3 separate regions of the Mus musculus genome follow, and regions 1 and 3 are each linked to region 2. Evidence: chromatin contacts called from public Hi-C and promoter capture Hi-C data. All regions are on one chromosome and are shown on one strand. The core of a region is the stretch at or near the end of the contact, and the rest is flanking DNA. Distances in the headings are between cores, read along the strand shown. Region 1 overlaps Myo3b (myosin IIIB). Region 2 holds the start of Erich2 (glutamate rich 2). Region 3 overlaps Myo3b (myosin IIIB).

Region 1 (2,861 bases), core at 90-2,589, 250 kb before region 2:
ATTCCCCCCTTTTAAAGACTTACTTTATTTTGTTTTATTTTTCATGTCTGAGTGTTACCCCTGTGTGTATGCCTATGCACCATGTGCATGCCTGGTGCCCACAGAGGTCATAGAGGGAATCAGATCCCCGGGACAGGAGTTAAGGATGGTTGTGAGCTATGATGTGAGTACTGGGACCAAAACCTGAATCCTTTGCAGGAGCACCCAAAGGTCTTAACCACTGAGCCATCTCTCCAGCCCAACACTGAACTTTAACCAGGGTCAGGGTGCTGTTTAAATTCAAGAAAAGAACATGGCTATTTCTTTTGTAAATTAAGTCCTGAGAAGAATTAATCACACATAACACACACACACACACACACACACACACACACACACACATGTGAACACACAGAGAGACACACACATACACACAAAGACACATTCACAGATACACACATGCACATACAGAGACACAGATATACACATTCATACACACACAGTGGAAGTCACACACAGATACGCACGTGCACACACACACACGAACACACAGATACACACGTACATACACACACACACACACACACAGAGACACAGACACATACATACTCATTCACACATTCACACATACACACACACTTTCCACATCAGCTCTTACAATTCTCATCGTCTCTGCCTCCTTTTAACTCTCTTGATAAAACTGTATATAATCATAGACTTGGTTTACCTAGAATTATGGAGATGTATTGGTGTAAGATTCCAAGGAAAGGGTGTGTGGCACATCAACGGTCTTCTGACCAAGAGCCCTCAGAGATTACCTGGTCCAGTTCTCACCCTCTCTCATTCCCCTAAACAACCCGGAACATCTATGGCTTCACTTGCTGACAGACAGCTGAAACTGTCCATCTGTGGGTCCTCGTGCCAAGAAGCAGGCTGCTAGGTCCCCAGATGAGAGTTCCCAGATCAATGGATTCTCACTGGACCAAGCTCCTTTGATTCACCTGGGATCCAGCTGTCTCTGTCTGGGCCACAACAATCCTCTTCTCACAGCTCCTTCCTTTTCCTAAAATCATTGGCACCCATGTCTCTCACCTGGGACCTTTGCAAGGTAGGATGGAACTGTCGCCATGTCTAATTTATAGCTGAGTATATAAATGATCCAGAGTAAGTGAAAATCCTGCCTAAGAGAGAACAAAAAGCTAGTCTACATACAACCTGTGCCCCTCTTGACTTAAACAAGTAACTTAACATCCTTCAAACATGCTTCCGTGGTACCCAGTGCCCACTCAAAGTCTGCAGCCAGCTTGCCCTGTAGATGCTTCTTGGCTGCAGCCAGGATTAATTCATGTGGATCCCCGGGATCCCGTGAACAGCTGTGGGCAGAGCTGGCTGGTGCTCCCCTCTGGAGTTCAGACTCCTCTGCAGCTGGCTTCTGGGCAGAAGCAGAGATAATGCCGTTATTAACAGGGCTAATAGTCCCTGAAATAAAATTTGTCCGCAAGACTCTTCTTCAGCTGGCATTTGCACTCTCCTATAAACATAAATAATGACTTGTCAAACCTGTTCGTGGTTTTGGAATTTACTCTTTCAGCTTGTGGCTGAAGGAAAAAAAATAAGTTCATAGTCCTGAGCACTAGGTGGCTCTATGCAGAAAGCAAAGCTCTGCCTTGAGCCTCCTGTCCTTCCCGGAGTCTCCCCAAAGCAGGAAAGAAACACAGCAGAGCCTTTTCTAGTTCTTGACTTAAAATTTTAATTCGTCTTCCAGAGAGCTTATAACCTTTCTGAATTGTGCCTGGAAATGGAAGCTCACATCATCTAGGAGTAACAAAAGTGTGTGTGTGTGTGTGTGTGTGTGTGTGTGTGTGTGTGTGTGTGTGAGAGAGAGAGAGAGAGAGAGAGAGAGAGAGAGAGAGAGAGAGAGAGAAAGGGAGAGAGACAGAAGGAGAGAGGAAACAAACGTGATATCCTAGCAAGCTCCTCTGTGATTCTGAGCTGTGCACGATGCTGTTTTTTTTTTTTTGAATTGTAAATCCACTCTTCTTCAAATTTTGAATAATATTAAAAGCAGCATGTAAGTGTCAAAACTAAAAGGCAAGAGTATTTGTCTGCTTTCTGGATTTATTCATGCAAAAATGCATTCAGTTAGCTGACACCAAAGTCTTCTGGTAACAAGGTGCCTACTGAGACAGCAGGAGGCTACAGCAGAGTTAGTGCGGTGTGTCAGTAGAGAAACTAGAACCTTTTTCCTTGTGCCTTCACTTTCTGTTTTGAAGTGGTCCCCAGTTTACTACCTTGTAATGATAATCGTCCTCCCACCTTCATTAAAAAGTGTTGCTGTGTCTTGCATCGAATGGCAGAATGTTAATGGGGCTTTTAAGATCTGAAACATCTATCACCATCTATCCTCTGTCTGTCTGTTTTTCTGTCTGTTTTTCTGTCTGCCTGCCTGCCTGCCTGCCTGTCTGCCTGTCTGTCTGTCTGTCTGTCTGTCTGTCTGCCTGCCTGCCTGTAATTGTAGTATAGCCTTTGAAGAGAAGTCTCTTTTTTTCACTGAAATTGAAAGCATTTGTTTCAGGTGTATGCTTGTCTCTTTGAAGGGGTGGAAGTGGCTAGACATTGCTGTGAGAGACAAAGAAGGCCCGGTTACTCTGGCAACATAATTCCAGTGCTTGGAAACCCATTGTTTATGTCATTTTATTTACCCTGCTTCAAAACTTAAATGAATGGCTCATTGGTTAAGAGCACTTGGTGCTCTTGTAGAGGAGCCAAGTTCCGTTCCCAGCCCCCATATGGTGGCTCAGAACTGTCTATAACTCCAGTCCCAGGAGATCCCATGCCCACTTCTGACCTCCACAGGCACCAGGCACACACACAGTACACAT
Region 2 (2,777 bases), core at 206-2,705:
AACCCGAAGCACCATAAGTAGCTGCTACGGAGGGATGTAGCTGTAGCTGTAGCGTTTCCAGGAGCATTTCCTTTCACTTCTTTGTTTTGTTTTTCGAGACAGACCGGCCTGGGCTCAAACTCAGAAATCCTCTGCCTCCCGAGTGCTGGGACTAAAGGCATGTGCCACGACCTCCTGGCTCCTTTTGGCTTCTTTAGAACAACTCCTCACTAGGGAGATGCTTTAGATAAACTTATTCAGTGTCTAAATGCATAAGCCAGAGCTTAACTTTGCTTTATATTTGAGCATTGTGTCAAAAACCAACTTCTGCATATAGGTTATAGAGATGGGTGAATTATTTCTGATGTTATGTAAATGAAGACGAAATGTAATGCTTTTTCATCAAAGTGAAATATAACGACCATTGTGGAGTTGAATAAGCATTGGGCCAGGTACTCTGCTGGAATGGCCTTGATTCTTACTGTTACCTGAAAGTTGGCTATTTTCTTTAAACGCATAATACATCAGAATGGAAGCTATTACCAGAGTCACTTGTCAGATGTCATTTAGTCTGTAAAGAGTTTCTCTCTCCGTGTTGTGAGAAATAGGAACCATAGACACACCCTGAAAACCCTGCAGTTTGTAAACTGGTTTGGGCTCATCCTTTTCTATGTAGGGGGAAGAAAGAGATAGTCTAATCAGGTCAGCTTGATGCTTACACTTCCTTACAGAGGGACAATGTGTGCAACAAAGGCGCCATTCTCTACTGAGCAATGCCAAGCAAATTTAACAAAACTGAGGTTTTAAAACATAATAAAGAAATACACTTTCCCTTTGCCTTTATGGAGAAAGATCTTGGGTAAAACTCAAGACTCCTGACATGTACAATTTTCCCTTCCCTGCAATAGCAGAAGTCGGGGCTTGCTGGGCCCTCACCAGACATGGCCTGCAGTTGTCAATGATTTCATTGAGTTCCTTAAACTTTCATTCTAGAATTTCCCCCTCAATGCTTTCCTATCATCCATGACTCAAAGAGATTTAGAGAGTGCCTGGAAGAATGAATCAGAGGATTTAAAAACAACGGAAACTTTCTGTATTCTTGGTTCAGAATGATTTCGCTGGTTCTATTTTTATAATAATGTCAAAATTGAATCCGTTTTTCTATACATTAAAACGTACATATTTTAGCCATCAGATAAATTGCATGTCCCCAGAGGGCCCTTAAGAAGGTGATTATATCTCTTATATTCTGGCCACTAGGTGAAATTCGAATGCAGTTTTGATTCCAACAGACGGGTCCCCTTCAAAACTCGTTGCCTAGCAACAAGTTCTCTGTGTCCAAGGAGAGAAGTTACCCATTTCCCCCCTAGAAGATAAGCTTGAGAGAACATTGAAATTTTCTAACAGGGCGCTCTCCCACCCTCTTTTGTGACCGAAGCAGTGAAGCATAAGACCTCTAAAGGGCTGAGGTGCTTCAGTAGCAGCCCGGGCACAAAAGGAAACCCAGACTTGGCCCGGGCTGGGTGGGAAAGGCGAGTCTGGTTCTAAACACCTGAACCGGATCCCTAGGAGAACTGATGTCGAGGTCCCCAGGAAACCCATAATCTTCTCGGGGCGATCTCAGGTGCAGGGGATTTTTGTTCATTCAGATCCAGAGGCACCCAGCCCTCCCAACTCAAGGCATCTTTTCTTCCACAAGTTGTAACCCCAATGAGGCCACCTCGCCCTTTTCCCTCCGCCACCTAGAGTCAGGATCAGGTATGGACACCGACCTTCCAGTCACCCTGTCTCCGGCCTTTCTCAAAGTAACCAGGATACGTGGTCAAGCCTGCCCCAGGGTGTGCGCCCCTAACTTGCCCCGCAGCGCGACGCCCAGTTCCTCCGGACGCTGGGCCACCCGCGCCGCCCGCTCCGCCCTTCGCGTGGTTCCAGCAGCTGGAACAGTTCCCGCTCCGCTCCCGCCCCGCGCTCTGCGCCCCGCCCCGGGCCCGCCGCGCTCCGCCCCGCTCGCCCCTCCGCTGCGTCGGGCTGTCCAGTCGCTGGGCAGCTCGGGTGGTTCCCGGGGCTCCTCCCGCAGCCCGTCCGGTCTCCATGGCAACGCGGCGTCCCAGGCTCGCAACTCGGAACCCACCGCGAGTGCGGAGCGGGGCTGGCCTTCCTGGTCTGCCCTTCGAGGAAACAACTTGGCAGGGCGGCCAGAGGGTAAGCAGCAGTGTGGTGACTGTGAGTAATTTACCCACACCCCTGGGAGTGGCGGGTCCCAGCCCGCACCTCCGACAACACTTAATCCTAAAAATGTATCTACCACTCCAGGTTGGTCCTGTGGAACCGCACGGCTGTCGAAATACTGCCCGAGAAGGTAGGATGCTCTGCTGAGAGGAGGGAAAGTCTGCCTGTTTAGGGGTATCTCACCCTACCGCCAAAATGAAAACCGTCATGTCCTATCCTAGTACTTCCAGCTCCGCCCCGTTGTTCGCTATTCTTTTACTTTTTCAAACAACTTAATGGTTTATGAGGATGAGCACACCCCCCCCCCCCCCAGGCATGCTCTCTACCTATAACTTCTTTGGCTCTGTGAACTTTGCCCCCCCTGGATCTCCCAGGAGAAAGGTTCGCACTACGAACTGCCCCTAAATCCAATCTGGACGACTTGGAATATCCAAAAATCAAGATTTTGACTTTTGACTCCTTGCACTACTCTGCATCACACCCAAAAGCATTTAATTGATAAGTAGCACGGTGACACCGGTACTGTAGGTGACTTGCTGAGTCTGTTTGTTCTTATCCCAAGATCTTTG
Region 3 (3,001 bases), core at 428-2,927, 170 kb before region 2:
CAGTGCTAAATTCAGGATAGTTTGAACATCAAGATAAAGTATAATGAAAAAAAAAAAAAGAAAAAGAAAAAACCCATTGGGTTAGGTAAAAGAATTCAGAAATCCACATTAATAGAAGGGGAAAATGGCAGAGAAGGTGGAAGGAAATTCTTCATTGCAATTATAATGTGAAATAATAAATGTAGATTTGGTGATTGAAAATCAACATTTTTCAAGTATGGAAACAATCACTGCTCTAGGCAAGCATCATGAACGAGTGCCCAAAGCAGAAGGTGAGAGACGAGGGAATAACAAGCTATTTTCATAATGTCAGAATAAATCCCCACAAGAAAGCTGTAGAAGGACACAGAGGAACCTTGCAGAAGCCACTGTGACCAAATGACAGCATCACAGAGATGGAGCCACCAGACCGCACGCAACCCTCAGAACAGCACCTTGTCTGCGGATTTCCTGCCAAATGAGCATGACCTGGATTTAATCCTGAGGAAACAGCAGACAGACCCCAACAGAGGAGTCTGTTGGAAGATAACTGGCCAGTAGGCTACAAAACGAAACAGAGGGGATGGCTGAGGCGCTTTCCCAGCTGGAAGGAGACATAAGAGAATGTGACCACCACCCCCATCCCCACCCCCCCACCCCCAATCCTGGGTTTCTTCTGCTACAGAAGTTGCCCCTGGCATCTTTTGCAAAAATCAGAACACCGTGGAGTGAGTCATAGAGTCTTGCTACTAATCTTAATTTTCCGATTTTAGACACTGCACTCTGGTAAGAGAACACCCTTCCTTTTGAGAACCGGATACTTCGGTACTTAGGAGATAAAGGATGTCAGATGTCTCCAGAGTTCAGAGAAGGTTCCTGCGTTTGTGTGTCAGTGCTCCTGACTACAGCCCTGTGAAAGACAAAGACAAAGCAATAGGTGTGCTGCCATGCTCAGAAATTCCTGCATCTCTTGTGGAACTTTGAAATGCGGTTAATACAAAAAGTTACAATGAAAGCCCAAGGCAGTTCCCCAGCCTTCTCCCCAACTCTCCTGCCTAGTTCTCTGCAGATCACAATCCTTTCCATCACTCCTGCTGAACTTCAGTAAATATCTATCTAGTGCCATCGGTTTGGGGTTTTGGTTGTTTAGGTTTTTTGTTTGTTTGTTTGGTTTGGTTTGGTTTGGTTTTAGACTGAATCTTTCTATATGGCACTGACTAGTCTGGAACTCACTATGTAAACAAGGCTAGCCTCAGACTCATAGAGATCTGCTTGCCTCTGCCTTCCAGGTGCTGGGATGAAAGGCGTGTGGCACCATACGTGGTGCTAATTCAGTTTTTAAGGTGCTAACACTATGACTCTACATAGGTCAACCCATAAGCCATTTCAAAACCCGACCACGGCCACGCTGAGTGAGGAGACCTGTGGCTGTAGGCCTAGCTACTCAAGGGGCGGAGCCAGGGATGTTTCCTGTGCCTAGTAGTTCAAGACCGGACTGAACAACCAAGTGGAAGTCCGTCAGAAGACAAAACCTACTCAAAGGACAAAGCAGAGGTGAAACAAAAGAAGCCGCTTGGAGGCCTTGTCATTGCTTCCCTTTGGACATTCATTATGATCCCCAATGTAATGGTGGCACGCTAGTCCGGTAACAAAACAATGCTGCAGACAGAGAGCGCAGGCAGGCTCTGTGGCAGCCAGATCTGGTTTCCATCTGGTTCTGACCAGTTCTGTTTATTCAGATAGCCCAGTTCCCTCCCTCTGGTCTGTGAAATGGGGGACGTGAATCATTTGCTGGAGTTCCAGAATGAATGAAGCAACCAAGACCTCAGTTCTCTCCGGGCATCCAGGAGGCTGCTGCTGCTGCTGCTGCTGCTGCTGCTGCTGCTGCTGCTGCTGCTACTGCGGTCGCACTGCTGCAGTTTTCCGGTGACATCACACCGGCCCGCCCCTGAACTCCAGTGCTGTGTGAAGACTTGCTCTGCTATTCTGTCAGGCTGCGACCCTCAGACAGTGCTGCATACACATTGAGATCGCAGAGCCCCCTGACCCTGCTTCCATTCCAGTCCTTTTCTCCGCTGGAGGCTGGGACGCTAATGGTCCAAGACAGCTTTCCGAGTGGCTGTCCAATAAGGCGTCGTTTTCATCAGAAGGAAGAAAACCTTTCTGTTCCCACCTTAGGCTTTTATAGCGACAGCTGTCTGCAGTAACATAGTGCAGACCAGGGAGGAAAGGAAAGAAACAAGAACCCAAGAGCTGACAAATTAACACGGTAGGATCCCAGTTGGAGAAAAACAATGGGGTGAACAAATATGACCATCCTTAAAAGCCTAGTAGGGTTCGGGAAATTAGCATAAGTTCACAAACCTAACTGGTACTGACTTATATGAGACATTTATTAGCTCCTGGAGCCCTTCAGATAAATCAGTCCTTGAGCGGTGTTCTAAAACAGAAACCTACGTCTACTTAAGAGCAATCACATATCCACATATTTAAGTGGGATTTGCATAACTAACTCCTTTGGCAGCAATACTCACTCGAGAGAGATGTAAGATGTGTGTTTCAATATTTTTATAAAAAGTGCTGAGTATCCAAAACAAATGAGAAAAACCAACCAAAAGCCAAGCTGTGAGACGCAAGCATATGGGGTCCCTGTTGCCCAGCTGTACCCTGTTAAGGTCCTTCTTCTTCTAGTCTGCCCTTCATAGTCCCATGATATCATATATTAAAGCTCATGATGATGTTTTCCTCTTTATAAATGTAAGGAAAATATCAAGGTACCTATTTCTGACAAAAACATGTGAAGATTAAAAAGACTGATAACATCTAGTGTTGGAGATACAATGGAAAAATGGACCTTCCATACATCTGTGGCTAGATGTTAAGCTTTGTTACTTTTTAGGGGAGAAACTGATGATGTAATTTAAACCCTTGGAATAGAAAAAGGATTTTCTCACTCTTAGGCCCAACAACTTCACACCAAATATTTATCCCAGGGAACTAAATGAATTGGAACTCAGAGCCA

What was found. Promoter capture Hi-C pulls out the DNA fragments that hold promoters and counts their contacts. A called contact is a pair of places that touch in the nucleus more often than the background predicts.
Region 1: a Hi-C map of cortical neurons shows a contact between it and region 2, with 2.5 times the contacts expected there. The contact joins the enhancer-like site here to the promoter of Erich2 in region 2. A contact is called at or near these places in 18 of 39 promoter capture datasets (the 3T3-L1 cell line, 3T3-L1-derived adipocytes, the HPC-7 cell line and 10 more), 7 of 484 Hi-C or Micro-C datasets (the 3T3-L1 cell line, cortical neurons, embryonic fibroblasts and 2 more), 14 of 115 datasets of contacts at active chromatin or transcription factors (craniofacial prominence, embryonic basal ganglia, embryonic forebrain and 7 more) and 5 of 9 other capture datasets (adipose tissue, embryonic stem cells, liver and 2 more).
Region 3: a contact with region 2 is called in a promoter capture Hi-C map of embryonic stem cells, with 2.6 times the contacts expected there. The contact joins the enhancer-like site here to the promoter of Erich2 in region 2. A contact is called at or near these places in 11 of 39 promoter capture datasets (the 3T3-L1 cell line, 3T3-L1-derived adipocytes, cranial neural crest and 5 more), 1 of 484 Hi-C or Micro-C datasets (embryonic stem cells), 4 of 115 datasets of contacts at active chromatin or transcription factors (embryonic basal ganglia, embryonic midbrain and embryonic stem cells) and 3 of 9 other capture datasets (adipose tissue, embryonic stem cells and pancreatic islet).

Annotation. Positions count from the first base shown.
Region 1 is chr2:70,258,187-70,261,047 of GRCm38.p6, forward strand. The region is part of intron 23 of Myo3b (myosin IIIB); the gene reads left to right. Among named protein-coding and RNA genes, the nearest start is that of Sp5, 220 kb to the right of the region's middle. Within about 2 kb of position 1,340, at least 10 of the 459 cell types and tissues checked have an H3K27ac peak or open chromatin away from gene starts, as enhancers often do. A contact at or near this core is called in cortical neurons, where this site is marked.
Region 2 is chr2:70,507,364-70,510,140 of GRCm38.p6, forward strand. Erich2 (glutamate rich 2) reads left to right here and starts at 1,456. Exons shown (of 13, transcript NM_025744.2): 1 at 1,456-2,202; 2 at 2,293-2,338. The coding sequence starts at 1,740. The region is part of intron 1 of Gad1os (glutamate decarboxylase 1, opposite strand); the gene reads right to left.
Region 3 is chr2:70,338,819-70,341,819 of GRCm38.p6, forward strand. The region is part of intron 30 of Myo3b (myosin IIIB); the gene reads left to right. Among named protein-coding and RNA genes, the nearest start is that of Sp5, 130 kb to the right of the region's middle. Within about 2 kb of position 1,678, at least 8 of the 459 cell types and tissues checked have an H3K27ac peak or open chromatin away from gene starts, as enhancers often do. A contact at or near this core is called in embryonic stem cells, where this site is marked.